Linked DNA regions of Sus scrofa: all the other regions are linked to region 3. The links are chromatin contacts, called in public Hi-C and targeted proximity ligation maps. All regions are on one chromosome and are shown on one strand. The core of a region is the stretch at or near the end of the contact, and the rest is flanking DNA. Distances in the headings are between cores, read along the strand shown.

Region 1 (4,971 bases), core at 343-2,842, 620 kb after region 3:
GCCACAGCAATGCCAGATCCGAGCCGTGTCTGCAACCTACAACACAGATCCCAGCAACACCGGATCCTAACCCACTGAGTGAGGCCAGGGATCAAACCCTCATCCTCATGGATCCTAGTCAGGTTTATTAACCGCTGAGCCACGAAGGGAACTCCTGACTTTAATTCTTATAAACTCACATAATGTTTACATGGTTATAATCACGGATAGATAGGCCACACATACATAGGTACATATATACACACACAGTTGTGTGTATAATTTTTTCTCTCAAAACTATTCTGCAAATCTTTCTTCATGTTTTATAGTCACTACATAATTTTAAATATCAGCACAGCAATTTTTTCTCAATACGCCACCACCTTCTTAACCAAAGTCTATGATTTCCTTGAGTTGTCCGCTGTTACAGGCCATGCTGTGATGAAACTCTTTTGCATGTGGCATCTTCCCATGCCTACTGCTTCAGCGATTTTCGTCTTCCTTCCTGTCCCGTGGAAAAGAGAAGAACTTTCCCTGGAGCCTCCTGTGAAGCACTCCTCTGCCCTTCGGTTACCATCATTAAGGCACAGAGCTTCGAACTGTCCCGGATTATTTGAATGGGTCCAAAGCAAAAGGATCCTTAGAAGAGGGAGGAAAGAGGATGAGGGTAAGCAGAAGATGGGATGATGGAAGCCAGAGGTCAGAGTGATGCCAGAAGGTGGGGGGGTCACGAGCCAAGGAATGTGGGTGGCCCTGGAAGATGGGGAGACGAATTATTCCCTGAAGCCTCTAAAAACAACTCAGCTCTGCCAACACCTTGCTTATAGACTCTGGACACCAGAACTTCAAGGGAATAAATCTGCATTTTTTTTTCTTTTTGGCCACACCCACAGCATGCAGAAGTTTCCAGGCCAGGGATCGCACCCATGGCACAGCAGTGACAACCCTCTGTGCCACCAGGGAACGCCAAATGTACGTTGTTTTCAGCCACTCCATTTGTAGTCATCTGTTAGAGCAGCAGTAGAATGTGGATGCATCTGCCGCTAGGGCTGGGGTAGAAAAGGCACAAAGAGTAGCAATAAAAGAGTGATGATAAAAATACCTTCAAAGCCCCATGGAGGGCTCACTAGGTCCTGCACATCCTAGAGCAGGAGGCTCCAAGGAAAGTTCTTCTCTTTTCCACAGGACAGGAAGGAAAATGAAAACCTAAATTAGGGCGTCACAACTTTATGAGATGGTGTCATCATCATCCCCAGGTGGCAGACGTGAAGCTGAGGTCACAAGGTTAAGTGACTTCCCAAGGTGGCACCGCCTGTGAGAGGTTGAGTCAGGATTTGGACTTGGCGCAGAATCTAGGAAAGAAGCTGCTCCAGACTCGGCGGAGGTGCAGTCAGGTGGCAGAGGCAGGAGCACCCTCGGCCTCCCAGTGGACTGCAGAGGGCTCTTCCCTGAAAGTGTATTGAATGAGGGGCTGGATCGTGTGAGGGATACGGCGCTGAGGAACAGCCCTCGAAGGGGACTGACGTAGATTCTTCAGGATGCGGCAGGACCGGCTGGAGGGTCACCGCTCAGAAGCTCTGGGAGGATGTTCTTGCCTCCGCAGCTGTGCTTTGGCGCCTCTGACTTCCGGCAGCCAGCTCCGCCCTCCCAAGCCATAGCACCTTTGCCTGCAGGGAAGCCTCAGAGAGGGTTGCAAACGCCATCAGCCCTCTGTCCCTGGGGTCTTTTTGCAGGCTCTGAATTCTAGAGCTCATCTCTCTAACGAACAAAATGCCTCACAGCCTTGTCTTCCGAGGCAGAGCTTCTTGGATCCACCGCCGGCCACTGCGAGAAACTGTGCATGCTGAGCGCCACCTAGTGGTGCCCAGGGTCCTCAACGTTTCTTCTCAAACCTGGTCCGGAAGGGCTCTTCTTCCTCTGAGGTCTCACCAGGGAGGTGACTTAGGGTGTTTCCCTCCCTATCGGGTCTGGGACACTTTCGAGAAGCCCATGGCCAGTTCCTCCTGAAACTCTGTGAGCTTATATTGGGATTGTCCCATCCTGGGCTCTGCCTGAGGGTCCAGGATGCTGGTTCTGGGTTGAGACACAGAATAATTCTTTTCATCATTTATCAGCTCTGTGACCTGATTGAGGGTGGGGAAGCTGTGTGGGGGAATCAGCATCTCATTGCAACATGAGAGGAACTAGCAGAGGAAAGTGAATTTCAAAAAGCTGTTGAGGAGTTCCCGTTGTGGCTCAGTGGCTAACGAATCCGACTAGGAACCATGAGGTTGTGGGTTTGGTCCCTGGCCTTGCTCAGTGGGTTAAGGATCCGGTTTGTCGTGAGCTGTGGTGTAGGTCGCAGACGCGGCTCGGATCCTTCATTGCTGTGGCTCTGGCGTAGGCCAGTGGCTTCAGCTCCGATTAGACCCCTAGCCTGGGAACCTCCATATGCCGTGGAAGCAGCCCTAGAAAAGGTAAAAAGACCAAAAAAAAAAAAAAAAAAGCTGTCGAGAATACACATTATTTGACGATTTAGATAAAATGGACCAATTCCTTGAAAAATACAAATGAATGTAACCCACTCAATGTGAACTAGATAATATGAATATACGTACAACTATTAAGAAAATGAATTTGTAATTAAAAGCTCCCCCTAAAAGATGTCTCCACACCCACCCAGGTGGTGTCACTGGAGGATTCTACAGAATACTTAAAGAAGAATTAACGCTATATACACGAGGAGGGCACATTTCCAGTTCACTTTATGAAGTTAGTATTATCCTAGTATTACCCTGATATCAAACCAGACAAAGGCAGTACAAAAAAAGAAAACTAAAGATCAATATTCTTCGTGAATATAGATACAAAATCCTTAATAAAATATTAGCAAGTGGAATCCAGCAGTATATACAAAGAATTTATCCCAGACATGCAAGGCTGATTTAATATTTGAAAATAATCAGTGAGATCTACTATACTAACAAGCTAAAGAAGAAAATCCCATATTCATATAAATTGATGCAGAAAAGAGCATTTGACAAAATTCAATGCCCATTTGTGATTTAAAAACACTCAGAAAAAGTGGAAATGGAGGAACATTTTCTAAAAAGAATATCTACCAAAACCCACAAAACTCTACTTAATCTTGAAAGACTGAATGCTTTCCCATAATGTTGGGAACAAGACAAAGACCTCTACTCCTTTTTATTTGTTTTTTGAGCCAAGCCCTCAACATGCGGAAGTTCCTGGATCCAGGATTGAATTTTCACCACAGCAGTAACCACAGCCACAGCAGTGGCAACACTAGATCCTTAACCCACTGAGCCAGGCCGAGGATTGAACCCTCACCACCAAAGGCAATGCCGTATCCTTAACCCACTGCACCGTAGTAGGAACCCCCAAAGACATCTACTCTTAACCACTCTTACAAGAGTGCTCAAAGTTCTAGCCAGTGAAGTAAGGCAAGAAAAGGAAATAAAAGGCATTTGGACCAGAAAGGAAGATGTGTTTGCAGTTGACATGACTGTCCATGTAGAAAACTGCCAGGAAATCTACAAAAATATTCTCAAACTAATAAGGGGGTTTAGCAAAGACACAGGTGACAAAATAAATATACAAAAATCAACTGGATATCTATACACTAGCAATGAACGCACAGACATCAAAATTTTGAAAACAATACCATTTACAATTGTTCACAAAAAGATGGAATACTTAGGTGTAAATCTAACAAAACATGTATAGGACTTATATGCTGAAAACTGCAAAATATTTATGAGAGAAATCACAGAGGATCTAAATATATGAAGAGACCTTCCATGGTCATGGATTGGCAAACTCTGTACAGTAAAGGTGTCAATTCTCCCCAGTTTGATAGACAGGTTTAACCCAATTCCTCTCAAACTCCTAGCGAGACTTTTGTAGATACAGATAAGATTATTCTAAACTTTATGTGGGCAGAGTTCCCGTCATGGCTCAGCAGAAACAAATCTGACTAGCATCCATGAGGACGAAGGTTTGATCCCTGGTCTTGCTCAGTAGGTTAAGGATCTGGCATTGCTGAGGCTGTAGTGTAGGCCAGCGACTACAGCTCCAATTCGACCCCTCACCTGGGAACCTCCATATGCTACAGGTGCAGTCCTAAAAAGACAAAAAAAAAAAAAAAAAAAAAAAAAAGCTTTATATGGGAAGGCAAAGAAACTAGAATAGCTAAAAGAATTTTGAAAGAGAAGAATAGAGTGGGAGGAAATCAGTCTACTCAAATTCAAGACTTATGAAGCCAAATTAATCACAAGTGTGTAATGCTGGTGGAGAACAGACACGCAGATCAATGGAACAGAACAGAGAACCCCCAAATCGATCCACACAAATATGCTAAACTGGTTTTTGGCAGGTGCAAAAGAAATTCAAAGGTAGAAAGACAGCCTTTTCAATGCATAGTGCTAGTACAACTGGATACCCATAGGCAAACAAACAAAAAACCCTACAACAAAACCAAGAAATCCTCAACCTAAACCACACACTTCATACAAAAATTAACTCTAAGTGGGTCAGGGGATTCAATGCAAAACATAAAACTATAAAACTTTTAGGAGGAGTTCCCGCCGTGGCTCAGTGGAAACAAATCTAACTGGTATTCATGAGGACGCAGGTTCGATCCCTGGCCTTACTCAGTGGGTTAAAGAGCCAGTGTTGCTGTGGCTGTGGTGTAGGCCAGTGGCAACAGCTCCAATTAGACTCCTCACCTGGGAAACTCCATATGCCGTGGGTGTGCCCCCCAAAAAAAACTTTTAGGAAAGGTAAGAGAAAATCTTTGGGAATGGGTTTAAGCTAATTTAATTTTTTTTTTTTTTGGCTGTGCCCATGACATGCAGAAGTTTCTGGGCCAGGGATCAAACCCACACCAGAGCGATGACCAGAGCCAGAGCAGTAACAATGCCAGATCTTTAACCCACTGAGCCATCAGGGAACCCTTAGGCAAATTTAATTTTAAAAACACAAAACATATCC
Region 2 (4,538 bases), core at 1,231-3,730, 770 kb after region 3:
CAAAAAAAAAAAAAAAGGACGAAATAGGAGTTCCCGTCGTGGCTCAGTGGAAAGGAATCTGACTAGTGTCCATGAGAACACCGGTTCAATCCCTAGCCTCACTCAGTGGGTTAGGGATCCAGCATTGCTGTGAGCTGTGGTTTAGGTCAGAGATGCGGCTCAGATGTGGCATAGCTGTGGCTGTGGCATAGGCCAGCAGCTGTAGCTCTGGTGTGACCCCTAGCCTGGGAACTTCCACATGCTGTGGGTATGGCCCTAAATAAATAAATAAGACTAATAATTTGAAAGCTTTAAATTACTCACTACGCATTAATATAAAGAAGTGAACATTTAAGTGTGAAGATCCAAATGACGAGCAAAGATTTTATTTAAGTTGCCGGGCTGATGTGGGCTAAAAACACATTTTCTCTTGAATCATCTACTAGATCATGCGATATTAAATTCTCAGTGCACATTCCTAGCATGAAAGTCAGGATGACCTTTGGTTCCACACCACAGATTTCCACTCCTCTTACTACATCGGACTCACTCTATCAGGCTCAACCAGCTGCAGGAGCTGCCTCCACCCAAGCCTCAGCCCCACTGCTGAGGTCAGGACCTCTTCTCAAGAAAAGATGGTTTGACTCCAGCCCAAATACCTCACTGCTGCGTTCACAGACCTTGGTTCGAACAGAAACAGCTAAGCTACCAAAAGTGATGACTCCTGGCCCAATACTCTGAGACCGATTTAACGGGTCCAGGGCGGAGGCCAGGAAAATGAGCTTTGAAGCTACACCTCCCTTATGTGTATTAATTCTCTTGTAGGTGGTCTCAGGACCACACTTTGAGAAACACTCTTGTGCAACTAATTCTCACCTAATTCATTCTCTGGCAGGGGGTCTTAGGATCACACTTTAAGAAACACTGTCTCCGGGCCTCACTGAAGAAATGGTAGCACTGGTATCATCAGCTTTTAGAAAATTCCTCACTTCTAAAAAATTGCCCTTTGCCATATGGACAATATGAATACATTTACTGGCTCCCACCTTCAAGGCAGTGCACCAAGGACTGTGGAAGATGTTATAATGAACAAGACACACTGATTCTCAAAAATCCAGTCAGAAAAATAAGTGTTTACGAGTTAATCAAAATAGGATGGAATGTGTGTCATGGTAGAAATATAAACTCTCAGCACTCAGAAGTTTACTCTTCTTCCCAGGTATCTTGTACCCATCTACCTTTTTGATTACACATGATGACACAGCATTTTCTGTTATTCCTCCGCACTAGCCCCTATGTTAAGGGCTGAGATCATGCCTTATTTCCTGGTGTCCCTCGTGCCTGTTAAGTAATAGCTGCTTCCTTGAAGAGTCATTCAATTAAGACATTCTTCACCATTACAACTTGGGCCAGATTGTGTGAAACCTCACATTAGATTCTGGCTGCTCACTTAAGAAATCAGTTTCTTGGAACCGAGGCACATACTTTTGCAGTGGGAGGGAACTGAGAGAACATGTCGTCTAACATTTCACCAAATCCGGTGTGCAGATCACTGGCGATACCCAAGGAAGACACCTTCTAGAATGTTTACAGGTGATACATGAAAGAACATTTTAAATTTCAATTGGATGCAAATATGTCTGTGTACAGAAAAACATCCAGAACGATGCAGGGCTTTCATAGATTAATGCTTAAAACAGTGCTAAATTTATTTCAAACAGTAACTGCAGGGCAGGTGAGAAATGCATGCTATTAGAAATCAGCCAAGTGGTTGCCTTGGTGTGGGAGTAAGGGGCATGGGTGGTGGGGGGTTTCTGGGGGGGACTGGAAGTGTTTCTCTACCTGGGTGCTGGCTGGATAGGGCTGTTTAGTTTGCAAAAATTTAGTAAGCTGTATTACAATAATTGCACTTTTCTGTACGTACAGTATACTTCACTTAAAAAGTATTTCAAAGGGTGGGTGTAATTAAAGATAGTAAATAGTAGTACATGGATATGGGAGAAATCCTAAACCTGGTACAGGAAAGGCAAATTTAGGACACACAGACTAACCCTCCCCTGTGTAGATGGGAAGAAAGCCAAGGGATGGCCACAAACGAGCTGCTTGTGCTTGAGCAGGAACTGCCCCCCACTCAACCTTCTCTCCCATTCTTCCCTTCCCCCACTTAGGTCCTCAGCTCCTCCAGGATGGTCTTGTCAGCTGCTCCCAGGGGTGAGCATGAGCTTTTCCCGTCAGACACTCCCTGCCAAGTCCTAGCTCTTCCAAGGAGCTGCCTGCCTCACTTGGCTGTTTTTTTCCATTCCTCTGAGCCTTTCACCATATGCTCTGCTAACTAAATTGAAAGAGACAGATCCTCCAGCATTTAACAATTCCATTCGTGGGAATTGTTACTTTTCTGGGTCTCCGTTTTCACACTTGTAAAACCAAGAGGGGAGGGGAGCTGTACAAGGGTTAGGATCTGCACTTTGGAGCCAAGATGCCTCAGCTTAGATCCCAGCTAGTTTCATAACCCCTTGTGTTTCAGTTACTTCATCTGTAAAATGTGAGGGTATGATTCACCCGTCTCAGGGTACTGCTGATAAAGTGAAACAAGATAATTCATGTCAAGTGCTTGAAACACTGCTCAATAACTGTTCGCCATTATTATTCACTAACTGCAAAGTGGAGAAAACAGAAGCAACCTTTCCCATCTCAAAGAGTAACTGAACGGATAAAATGGGATGGTGGTGTCAGAAATGTGAAAGGGAGGGAGGGAGGAAGGAGGGAAGGAAGCTAAGATAGGGGGTGGGAAAGGGGAAGGTCTGTCTGATAAGATTTGGGATGGATGGCAAGAAGGTGGGGGGGGCCTGGGGGTCCTTGGGCGCCACCCAAGACCTGCCCAGTTAAAAGACCTAAACTTCCCTTGGGGCTTAGCTCCTTCACCCTCAGCCCTGGGTCCCGGATTCTCAAGAAAGGAAGGTAATTCCCGATGGGTAGTATGTTTCCTTTCTTTGGAAACTCAATACACACTCAACAGCCCGCAGGCAGGAAAGGGACCCGTAATTCTCCGTAGGGTTAGCTCTGAACGGTCTTCTCAGATCGTGGCTGCCCAGCACCAGCCTCCGACCACCTTGAACGCTACCTGGACGGCCGCCACCACCGACGTGTCCTGGGGTAAACACGGGGCGGTGGCTCTTTCCCGCCGCGGGGCATCCCCAAGGCCTCGCCCGTTTCTGGATTCTCCAGGCCGGCGCCCGTCGTCGGGCTCACGACGACGGCCAAGGGCTGCCAGGCCGAAGGCTCCAGGACGAGGGACCCAACCAGGGCCGGTGGTCGCCGACCGTCTGGAGGGCCCCGGGGCCGCGACGTGGCCCTCGGTCATACCTACTGAGCGGCCGCCACGTCCTCTCTTGCCCTGGGCTTCCCGCACGGCCGCCCGCGCCTCCTTGCTCTTGGCGCAGCCCATGGCGCGCGGGGCCCTGTGGGAACGCGCGGCGAGCAACGCCGAGCGGAGGCCGAGCGCCCCCTGCCGGCCGCCGCCGGCGACACCCTGCTCCCGCGCCCCTTCTCTTTCAAGCAAGTGCGTTTTTTTCTTTTCACATTAAAATACACTCACCAAAGATAAACAGGAAAATACAAAGGTGAAAGAAGGAGGGATTCCTGGCTGTGGAGCAGTGGGCTAAGAATCAGACTGCAGCGGGTCAGGTCGCTGCAGAGGCGCGGCTGGAGGCTGGGAGCAGTGGGTGGAAGGAGCCCAGGTTGCCGCAGCTGCGGAGTAGGTCACAGCTGCATCTTGGACCCAGTCACTGACCAGGGAACCTCCACGTGCCACATGCAGGGGGCGTGGCCATAAAAAGGGGGGGAAAAAGCACCATCCAAAATCCTTCCCTTTAAACTACATTTGCTGTCTACTCCTTCTTTCCAGGTTTGTTCTTTCCCCTCAATGAATAGTTTTGCACCCAGCTTTTCACCCCCTTACCGTCTCTTTTGTTTATATGGCACTGACAGCCTTCTGATTTGCCCTATATTCTTCCACGTCCTATATTTTTCCCCAGCTTCCACGTCCCTCCTCCAAAAATGTACACCCCAGCAGACTAGCAACTTTACGTATTTTTTCCTTTGCTGTATCCCAAAAGCCTGAACAGTGCCTAGGACCTTGCAGGAAATCCATACTCAAGAAAAGAAGGGAGGAAACATCTTTACTAACTAGCCGTGTAATAGTCCTTCCAGTAGAGCTACCGCACTACGCCCACCTGGTTCTTTTAGACATTTACTTTGATGCTTGTTTTGAAATATTATGAATGGGGTTGCAGTGAGTATCTTTGTGTTTACAGCTTTAAGGCTCTTCTTACACATGGCCAAATTGCTTTTCCAGAAAAGCAGTCCCCATTTGTACTCCTAGTGGTAATGAATGAAAAGTTCCACTCTCCCAAGGGTGATCTTTTTAACACCAAAACCACATTGGGCCACCTCAAGTTTGTGTGTGCCCAGGGGTGTGTGTCCCTCTTCTCAATCAGTACCGTGCTGTTTTTCCTTCTTTCAATTAATTAACATATGTTAAAACATCCAGCCCATATCCG
Region 3 (4,655 bases), core at 350-2,849:
CTGGAGAACATATTCTGTGATATGACTTTTGTTTCTCATCATCTTCCCAGTTCAGAAATATCCTTTATTTCTTTAAAAAATTTTTATTACAGTATAGCTGATTTACAATGTCGTGTCAATTTCTGCTGTAATTAAAGTGACCTGGTCATACCTGTATACATTCTTTTTCTTATCTTCCATCATCTTCTGTCACAAGAGACTGATTTCTTAATCCTTGAGTACATTTAGAAGGAAAGAAACTGACTTTATGTGCCATTTATCATCTTGCTTGCAAGTTAATTAAAATGTCTTTGCCTTGATTTCTTATATTTCTCGTCATGTGTAAAGTTTTTTATTTTCAAATTGCCCCTGTCCTTCAATACAGCTTTACAATTTTTATCTCCCAATCTTATCAACTTCTCTGATTAATATCAAAGAGACATAAATGGGCATGTGACATACATCTGACCTCAAAGCAACTTAAATGTAATGATACAGCCTTCCTAAACTCTGTAATAGAATGTCAGTCACATGAGCTTGTTCTTCCCTTCAGGCTGGTTGAAGAGATCAGGCAGAAATGTGGAGGGCTTCAGCTGCAGAATGAAGATGTTTACATGGCCACCAAGTTTGAAGACTTCATCCAGAAAGTTGTGCGGAAACTGAGAGGGGACGATCAGGAAGAGGAGCTTGTGGTGGATTACGTAAGCCTGCGCAGGAATGAGGGGGCTTGCCTCCATTGCTTTTTACACTTGCAACCTCTTAAAAATGACAGTGTTTTTTGGTTTGTTTGTTTTGCTTTTTAGAGCCACACCTGCAGCATGTGGAGGTTCTCAGGCTAGGGGTCGAATCGGAGCTGCAGCTGCTGGCCTACACGGTAGCCACAGTGACGCCAGATGCGAGCTGCTCTGCCGCCTACATCACAGCCCATAGCAACACCGGGGTCCTTAACTCATCGAGCGAGGCCAGGGATCAAACCTACCACCTCGTCGTGGTTCCTAGTCAGATTTGTTTCTGCTGCGCCACGAAGGGAACTCCTAAAATGACAGTTTTATTGAGATTTGAATTCAGGTACCATACATTTCACCCTTTTAAAATGTACACTTCATTGGTTTTTCGTGTATTCACTGAGTTGTGCAACCATCACCACGGTCTGATTTTGGAACATTTTTATCACGCCCCCCAAAGAAACCCAGTATTCACTGGCAATCATTCGTGCTCTCCTCTCCCAGCTCCTGCCCCCTGGAAACCACTCATTTACATTCTGTCTCTATGCATTTGCCTCGTCTAGATATTTCATACAAATGGAATTCTAGAACGAGTGACCTTTAGCATCTGGCTTCTTTCTCTCAGCATGATGTGTTCAAGGGTCATCCACGTTGTAGAGAATACTACCGCTCTATTTCTTTTTCTGGCTAAATACTACACTGTGTGGATAAACCACATTTTGTTTCTCCACTCCTCAGTCGATGTTCATTTGGGTTGTTTCCACGTTGGAGCTATTATAAATAATGCTGCTCTGAAACTTCATGTATGAGTTTCTGGGTGACCATATGTTCTCAACCCTCTTGGGTAAATATCTGGAAGTGGCCTTGGTGAGTCATGTAGTAACTCTGTGTTTAACTTTTTGAGGAACTACCCAGCTGTTTTCCAAAGTGACTACCCCATTTTACAATGCCACTAGCAACGTAGGAGGCTTCTAATTTTCATGTCCTCACCAACATATGCTGTGGTCTGTCTTTTCTGTTTCAGCTGTTGTGGGTATAAAATCGTATCTCGTTGTGATTTTAATGTACATTTCCTTAATGACTAATGATAAACCTCTTTTCTTTTTTTTTTTTTTTTTTTTTTTGTCTTTTTGCTATTTCTTGGGCCGCTCCCACGGCATATGGAGGTTCCCAGGCTAGGGGTCTAATTGGAGCTGTAGCTGCCAGCCTATGCCAGAGCCACAGCAATGCGGGATCCGAGCCGCGTCTGCAACCTACACCACAGCTCACGGCAATGCCAGATCGTTAACCCACTGAGCAAGGGCAGGGACCGAACCCGCGACCTCATGGTTCCTAGTCGGATTCGTTAACCACTGCGCCACGACGGGAACTCCTGATAAACCTCTTTTCATGCGCTTATTGGCCATTTGTATATCTTCTTTGGAGAAATATATATTCAAATCCTTGGCCTGTTTTTAAGTTTACAAGGCCTTTCTATATTTTAGATACTGGACCCTAGTCAGATATATTATTTCTAAATATTTTCTCCCATTCTACAGGTTGTCTTTTCATTTTTTTTTCATAGTGTCCTTTAACACACAGAAGTTTTAAAATTTGATTAAGTCTAATTTATCTCTGTTCCTTTGACACGTGCTTCTATATGTCTATTTTATGGGTTTCTTTCTTTTTTTCTTTTTTTTTTTTTGCTCCTTGATTCCTCCTTTACTGCTTTCTTTTTTGTTAAGTGATTTTGTCTAGTATGCTAGTTTAACCTCTTCTCATTTCTTTTGCTGTATATTTTTAGTTATTTTCCTAGTGATTGCCTTGAGGATTCCCATAGACATTTTTCTTAAAACCTTCTAGCTCAGATTAATACCAACAAGTGTAGAACTTTGCTACTGTGTAGCTCTGCTTCCAACCCTCTTATTTGTGCTATTATTGTCATGCAGATACATCTCTATACATTATAAGTCCACCGGCATAGTTTTATAGTTATTGCTCTGTGCAGTTGTCTTTTAAATCAGATAAGAGAAGGAAAGAACTTAAAAACAAATGCATTTTTTGAAGATTTCAAATATACTTTATTTCTTCAGTCATGCCATATTTTAATGGGTACAGAGAGCTTTTACTTGGCATTAATTATGAGGTGGTTTTGAAACAATTCAGTATTAAACCAGTTGGGATGATTGCTCTTCTCTCCAGTCCTTTGGGGTGACTCTGCCAACAGGGGACAGGTTCCATTCGATTGTAATTTGTGTTGCAACACAGCAACACAGAAAGTGGCTCCACTAGCTAATATAGCATTACTATATTTGTCATGGAAATCAGGTGCCTGCTTCTGGTGGCTCCGCCTTGCCATTGTTTGCTGAATGCTTCGAACTCTGAGATGACTTAGTGCATTTTTGGCCAAGGGAAACGTAGTGAAGCTTTAGACAAAACTGCCGCAACTGCTAGCTTCTTGCAACTACACATTCAGTACCTTTGCAAAGAGCCCTGAAAAAAAAAAAAAAACAACCCCAAAACAAAATGCATTTATACTGACTTATATTTACCTTTCTCAGTGTTCTTTATTTCTTCATGTAGATTTAAGTTACTATCTAGTGTCCTTTTGTTTCCACCTGGAGGACATCTTTTAGTATTAGTATTTTTTGAAAAGCAATGTGCTAGCAAAGAATTATCTCAGTTTTCGTTCATTTGGAAATGACATAATTTCTCCTTTGTTCTTAGAGGATGTTTTTGCCATATATAGAATTTGGGGTTGACAGTCTTTCAGCACTTTGAATATGTCATCCTATTGCTTTCTGACTTCCATGGTTTCTCAGGATGAATCATCTATTAATTTTATTGAGGATCCTTTTTATGTGATGAGTTGCTTCTCTCTTGCTGCTTTCAAATCTCTCTTTCTCTTTTGACCATTTTATTATGATGTGTCTAGGGGTGGATCTCTTTAAGATTTTTCTACTTGGAGTTTATTTATCTTCTTGGATGTGCAGATTAATGTTTTTCATCAAGTTTTGGACATTTTCAACCATTATTTCTTCAAATATTCTTTCTGCCCCCTTCTTCCTCTCTTCACATTCTGAGACTCTTATTCTGCATGTATTGGTACATTTGATGGTGTCCTGCAAGCTTCTGAGGCTCTGTTCATTTTGAAAATTCTTTTTCCTTCCTATTTCTCAGACTGAATGTATCTCTACTGACCTAATGTCTGGTGTGCTGATTCTTTCTTCTGCCTGCTTAAATCTACTGTTGAGCCCCTCTGGTGACTTTTGCACTTTTCAAATTTAGAATTTCTATTTGGTTCTTTTTTAATAATTCTTATCCCTTTATTGATATTCTCTGTTTGGAGAATATTCTGTTATTTTCATTTTATTTTTTATTTTTTGGCTGCACCCAGGTCATGTGAAAGTTCCTGGCCCAGAGATCGGACTGGCACCACAGCATTGACCCAAGCCACATTAAGGACAATGCTGGATCCTTAACCTACTTTGCCATGAGGGAACTCCTCCTTTAATTCTTTAGACATACTTTCCTTTAGCTCTTTTAATATATTTATAAAAGCTTATTTAAAATCTTTGTGTAATAAATCCAATGTCTAATCTTCTTCTAAGTGATTTCTATTAACTGTCTCCCCCCCCCCAGTGTATGGGCCTTTTTTGTTTGTTTGTTTCCTTGCATTTCTTATGATCTTTTGTTGAAAATTTGACCTTTTTGTTTTTGCTTTTTGTTTCATTTCGTGGTATGTTTTCTTGGCCATGCCTGCAGCATGCAGAAGTTCCCAGGGTGGAGATCAAACCCATGCCACAGTAGTGACCCCGAGCCACTGCAGTGACAATGCCTGATCTTTAACCTACTGTGCCACAAGGAAATTCCAAAAAATAGACATTCTTAAATAATAGAATATGACAATTCTGGAAATCAGACCCCACCTACCTTCTTAGGTATTGTTGCTGCTGGTTGTTGTTGCTTTTT

Evidence for each region. Hi-C and Micro-C count contacts between places; a contact is called where the count stands out from the background.
Region 1: a contact with region 3 is called in a Hi-C map of retroperitoneal adipose tissue, with 3 times the contacts expected there. A contact is called at or near these places in 1 of 5 promoter capture datasets (liver), 18 of 47 Hi-C or Micro-C datasets (adipose tissue, alveolar macrophages, blood and 13 more) and 2 of 2 datasets of targeted methods (alveolar macrophages and skeletal muscle).
Region 2: a targeted proximity ligation map of alveolar macrophages shows a contact between it and region 3. A contact is called at or near these places in 4 of 47 Hi-C or Micro-C datasets (epiblast stem cells, heart right ventricle, liver and 1 more) and 1 of 2 datasets of targeted methods (alveolar macrophages).

The regions. Positions count from the first base shown.
Region 1 is chr5:80,136,054-80,141,024 of Sscrofa11.1, forward strand. No RefSeq gene overlaps it. Among named protein-coding and RNA genes, the nearest start is that of CHST11, 70 kb to the left of the region's middle.
Region 2 is chr5:80,284,636-80,289,173 of Sscrofa11.1, forward strand. No RefSeq gene overlaps it. Among named protein-coding and RNA genes, the nearest start is that of TRNAA-UGC, 45 kb to the left of the region's middle.
Region 3 is chr5:79,519,477-79,524,131 of Sscrofa11.1, forward strand. ALDH1L2 (mitochondrial 10-formyltetrahydrofolate dehydrogenase) reads left to right here. Exons shown (of 24, transcript XM_001926587.6): 10 at 533-680. It also overlaps the pseudogene LOC102158073. Among named protein-coding and RNA genes, the nearest start is that of ALDH1L2, 29 kb to the left of the region's middle.